Regions from separate parts of the Capra hircus genome. Here region 2 is linked to region 1. Evidence: chromatin contacts called from public Hi-C data. All regions are on one chromosome and are shown on one strand. The core of a region is the stretch at or near the end of the contact, and the rest is flanking DNA. Distances in the headings are between cores, read along the strand shown.

Evidence for each region. A called contact is a pair of places that touch in the nucleus more often than the background predicts.
Region 2: a contact with region 1 is called in a Hi-C map of blood, with 3 times the contacts expected there. The contact joins the enhancer-like site here to the promoter of PTMA in region 1. A contact is called at or near these places in 2 of 5 Hi-C or Micro-C datasets (both in blood).

Annotation. Positions count from the first base shown.
Region 1 is chr2:16,310,329-16,313,028 of ARS1.2, forward strand. It overlaps PTMA (prothymosin alpha), which reads right to left and starts at 1,270. Exons shown (of 5, transcript XM_018058366.1): 1 at 873-1,270. The coding sequence starts at 917.
Region 2 is chr2:16,379,330-16,382,029 of ARS1.2, forward strand. The region is part of intron 2 of LOC106503414 (a long non-coding RNA gene); the gene reads right to left. Among named protein-coding and RNA genes, the nearest start is that of C2H2orf57, 13 kb to the right of the region's middle. Within about 2 kb of position 1,287, at least 4 of the 5 cell types and tissues checked have an H3K27ac peak or open chromatin away from gene starts, as enhancers often do.

The sequences.
Region 1 (2,700 bases), core at 20-2,519:
ACACTCGGTGCCCCCGGGCAGCCGCGAGGGGCGCCCATCGTCGCCCCGGCGCGCCGATCCTTCACTTTCCGTTTCCTCCCCTCAGGCGCGTGGGCTCGCCGCCTCCTCAGCGATGCCTGGTACCGCTGGTGAATTACTGAGGCCGGGCGGCTGCTCCTGGCACACTCCTCCACACCCCGGGAAACCAACCTCCCCTCCCCGAGGGCAGCCAGAGCGGAGGAGACCTTCACACCTCCGCGGCAAGACAACCTACACCGCGGCCCCGCCGCCCCACTCCGCCTTATCGGAGCCTAGCCCAGATAAACCTCTTCGGATCCACTACAAGGCGCGAAAACTCGGCCGCCCGGCGCCTAACAAAGAGCAGCGCCGCGGACGGGCGCTCGCCACGGAGCCGCCACTTCCCACAGCCGGTCCGCGCCCGCACACGCGGGCCCCCCCCAACGCCGGCAGTTCCGATTCCAAAAGCGCTCCAGTTTCAAAGTTATCTCAGCGCGCCCCGTGGGCCGACGACCCCATAGCCTGGCCCCTATCCTCCGGCCGCCACTCCTAAGAGTCACAAACAAGTTTCGGGAGCCCGTTCAGCAGCCTCCCCTCGAGCCTGTTGGCCTCCGCACTCGCATCTCCGGGTCCCTGAGGGCCCTCAGGTCACTCCCGGATGGCCATCACGTTTGCCCACGGCGCTTCCCGCCCCCTCCCCCGCACGCGCACAAAGAGTGGGCTACCTAGTAGCCTAGGCCGGGAGCGGGCGGGCTCCGCAGCGAATGGGAGTAACAGCGGGCTCGGGGCAGAACCGGGTGCGGCGCGCTAAACACCGCTCCGGCAGTAGCGGCGCGCGGACCCCAAAAGGGCGGGCGGGCGGCGTCTAACCTCACCTTGGTGGTGATCTCGGAGCTGGTGTCCACGGCCGCGTCTGACATGATGGGGCACTCCGGTGATCCGATGCAACGGACTGAGAAGAAAAGCGGGAGTTCGAGGACTCTGGCGGTAAAGCTGCCGGAGTCCGCGGCGGCGGAGATGGCGCGCGGCGGAGGTGGCTGCGGCGATCGGGGAAGCCGGAGACAGGAACAATGCAAAGATGGCTTTTCAGAGCAGCCAGTGGGGAACTCACGCGGCGCCAGAACCTTTAATATAGATTAGTGGGCGGCGCTCGGCCTCCTTTGCCCGAACGCCATTGGCTGCGGGCAGGGAGCGGGCGCTCGCTCATTGGCTCGATTCCGAACAATGGGCAAGCATGCTTAAAGCGGCAGTGCCTTGGTGCGTCCGTGCTGCGCAGTCGCTGGCCGCCCTGTCATTCGGGGTCTGAGTTTGCCGGGTGTCGGCTGCCCGACGCCGCGGGGGGAGGGGCGCGCGCTCGCTTTCAGGGCGCGCGCTCCCGCCGCTGTTTTGCTCGGTGCTGCTGACGCAGAAAGCCAAAGCGCGGCAAAGCTGCCCGCCCAGCCCCCACCTTCCCCATACTCCATCCTCACCCCTCCCCGCGGATGCTCGGAAGGAGGGGGGTAGGGAAGAAGAGGAGGAGGAGGAGGCGGCTGGCCCGTACGACGGCTGCCAGCGAGGGGGAGGGGCAGGCCGGGTGCTGGGCTGTGCTCGCCCCGGGCGGTGCCCTGTGTAGTGCCCGGGGATGCTCACCCCTCCACCCCCGCGGCTTGGCACGTTCCACCACGAATTTTCCCAGCGCAAGTCGGTGGAAAGCCCCACGACGAGCGAAGAGGGCGTGAGGCCGAGACCCGCGTACCTGGGCCACCCCCTACGTCCTCTATCCGCGTCTAGTTCAGGGTGCCCCGAGTCTTTGGGCAGGTGACCCCTTCGCCCACTACCCAGCCTAGGCGCCCGCCGCCAAAGCCAGCCGACGAGTGGGCTTCGTGCCAAGCATTCACATTGGGGGTATTCGTGCACAGAGGGGACTCGAGGGCCGGTATGGGCTCTGTCGTCGAGCTGAACAGCCCACGGGCGTCGCAACACACAGCGGGTGCCCGCACTTAAGGGTTCTGGTTTGCGCCTGCCCCGAGCGGTCACTGCCGTCGCGACAACTACTGGGATGCTTCTAGAACCCGGCCTTCGAGTGTCGCTCTCCTGCCCCACTTAAAGCTCTGTGAAGGGCACTTGAACATCTCCTTGCTAGGTTATTCGAGGGGAAGTAATCGTCCCTCAGACCGGGTGGGCTAGTCCTTGGGGGCTCCTTGAAGTTTTGGGCGCCATTTAGAGAACACGCGGAGCCCGAAGGGAACCATCTGGACGCCACACTCAAGATGGCGCTGGGCTCGGCGAGCGTGTCGTGACGTGGCGACCCAACCCACTCGGACGATCCAAAAACCGTAGGCGACCCTCTTCTTATTGCCATCGCACTTGACTGTCGAGCTGAGACACCGGCTTTGTGGCAGGAAAGATCGAAGTGAGTGCAAAGACGTTCGAGAGAAAAAAAATACCTGTGCCACACACAAGATGGCGACAGATAGTGTTCAGCCTCGTGTTGCCAGAAGGGGGCGCCCGACACGGAAGGCGGGACTCGGGAGAAGCGATCGCACACTGGCTGAGAGTGGCGGGCGAACACAAAGTTGACGCTTTGCGTCCTGCCATTGGCAGGTTCCTCTGTCTGTCTCTTGGGGGCCGCCAGTTTGGGAATGGAGAAAACCCGGAGTCTGGGATCGCGGAGGAGGGACGATTGCCAAGTCCAGCAGTGCTTGAAGTCGGGGGGCGAGAAGA
Region 2 (2,700 bases), core at 37-2,536, 69 kb after region 1:
AGGGTGGCCGGCCTGGTGCGCGCCGGGTACACGCGGACTGTACACGGCCACTGGGCAGCTGCGGCAGCGGGTGGTGGCCGGCCCCTAGGGGGCGCGCACAGACACCTCCCCCCCCACCCCCAGGCCAGGGCGCGGACGCGTGTGCGGCGGCTCACACGCCTCTGTACACACATGATCATATACACGCACGTGCTCCCTGACACGCGAGCTGACTCCGGCTCCCAGGACAGAGGGAAGGAAAGCGTCCTACCGGGCGGGGCGGATTAGATGCTCCTTTGGCGGCCCCCAGGGCCGGTGACAGAACCTCAGGAGCTAGAGGTGAGGACCGAATCTGACGCCGAGGTTAGGGTCCCCCCTTCCCCCTACTTTACAAGTGTGTGCCAGGATCCCATCTCAGGGCTAGAGTTTCCCTCCCATTCAGGATGCTGCCTGCCGGTCCTGGTCTTAGGAACCCTCCTGGAGACGGGGAGGCATAAAGACTTTTTTTTCTCTTTAGAAAAGGAAAGTGTTGGCTGGAGTCGGGCTCAGTGACTTCTGAGGCCTTTCCAGTTAACGACTTATTATGAAGGAGGAACTGGACCCAGAGACCATAAAAGGAGTTGGTGGGAGCGGAGGAATAAAAACCTTGTTGCCTGATTTGGCCCCAGCCACAGGCTCAAACGTCCCCTTGTTTGTGCTTCTGCCTGCAGTGGGGCGCCAGGGTGCAAACGTGAACTCATGGGGGTCCCTGGGTGGGGAGGGGGCGTGGAAGAGGACATAATTCTGGGGGGCCCAGAGCCAGATTCTGGAGAAGAGACTTCAGGTTCTGCCTGAGTGGGGAGGCTGCTAGGTTGGAGTGGCAGGTTGGGGTTCTTGAAGCCCGGAGGGCAGGGAGCCCACCACCTCAAAAAACTCAGGAACAGGGCTGTCTTTCTGAGGTCTGGCTGTTGGAATTGTGGGAATACAGTTGTGCTGGGAGTTCCAGCCACCTCCCAGAATACAGAATACAGGCACACCAGCGACAGGACAGGGTCAGAGGAGCTGGCAGCCACTTGTGGTCTCCTTGGGAACTGAGGTTGGAATCAAATGACCAAGACCCGGCCTCTCCCTAACTTCCTGGTTTGGGGGATCTGATCCGACATCTCTGGACCTCAGATTCCTCATCTGTAAAGTGGGAACAAGAGCTCCTCCGTAGGCTCCCTCCATCCTGCCTGCCTTTTCCACTTCTCAAAGCCCCTGGAGCTTGCTCACCAGGACTCCTTCCAAGGCCTAATTTCCTGCGAGCAGGTGGGGTCCAGTGGGACGTAGGCTGGGGAGCAGCGCCCCCTCGTGGTAAATATCGGGAGGGCTCGGTTATTCCAGGAGGACTCACGCGGGCTACCCTGCTTTTGGTGCCTGATGGGGCCTCTGGCAATTTACAGCTTCCATGGGCTGATCCTGGGGCTCCACTCAGGGAGGCTTTTCCATCTTGCTTCAGCTACCCCGTTGAGCAACCAGAGAGAATTCTGCTTCGCCGCAGCAGCCTCTGGTCTGCCTTCTCACAGCCCTGCTTCTCCATTTTTAACAGGCTCCTCTCACTTCTGTCCCGGAGGAATCCATTTGGCATTTACACTGTGCTTTACAGCTTACATAGCACTTTGACACACATTACTCGTCCCTGAGGTGTGCTGTTTCTGGGTGGTGACGGCCCTAGATGGATAGAGGATCCTGGTTTGGGGCGTGGCTCCAGCACCAGAGGGCTGGTTTGGATCCTGCCTCCTCCATCCAGCTGTGTAACCAGGGCGACGCTCAAAACATTGAATAACCAGTAGGACAGGCAGCGACCAATCAGAACAGATCCTGCCCTAAACACCAGGTACAGCAAATGTGTGTACCTGCTGAAGATTCTGGAACAATCTCACCCTCACCTCGGTTTCTCTATCTTCTGTAAGGACACAGTGATCCCACTTTATAGGACTATTGTGAACACTGAATTAGTTACTGGATATAAAAGGTGGAGAAACCAGTGTCCGGGACATAGAAAATACCCACTAAGAGCTTTATTACTGGTCCCTTCTCTTCTCAAGACTCTGTGACTCAGGGTGAGCAGCACTCTTAAGGGATAACACCTCCCCTCCCTGCAGTGAGCCCTCTATATACATCTGGGCTTGCCCCCTGGCTCACTTCCCACTTACCACACTTCCTCTAGTTATCCTACTCACCAGAAGTGCTTCTCAAGCTTTCCCACGTATCCAAATTTCTGCGAGACCTTATTAAACTGCAGATTCTGACTGAGGAGGTCTGTGTGGGGCCTGGGATTCTATATTTCCTACAAGCTCCCAAGTGGTGCTGATGCTGGTCTGAGAAGCAAGGCTCCCAGAGATCACTGCAGAAACAGAAGTGTCAGTAGATTGTGAGCCATAAATGTTCATTGAGTATTTACTCAGTGCAAGGCTTCTCTGGTGGCTCAGAAGGTAAAGAGTCCAACTGCAGTGCAGGAGACCTGGGCTCGATCCCTGGGTAGGGAAGATCCACTGGGTCAGGGAGAAGGGCAACCCACTCCAGTATTCTTGCCTGAAGAACTCCATGGACAGAGGAGCCCGGCAGGCTACAGTCCATGGGGTCTCAAAGAGTTGGACATGACTGAGCGACTAACACACACAGTCAGTGCAAGGCTGTGCAGGGATCCAAACAGTCCAAGGGCTGGGTTCCAGCCTCAAGTGGCAGATTAGTTATCTCGCA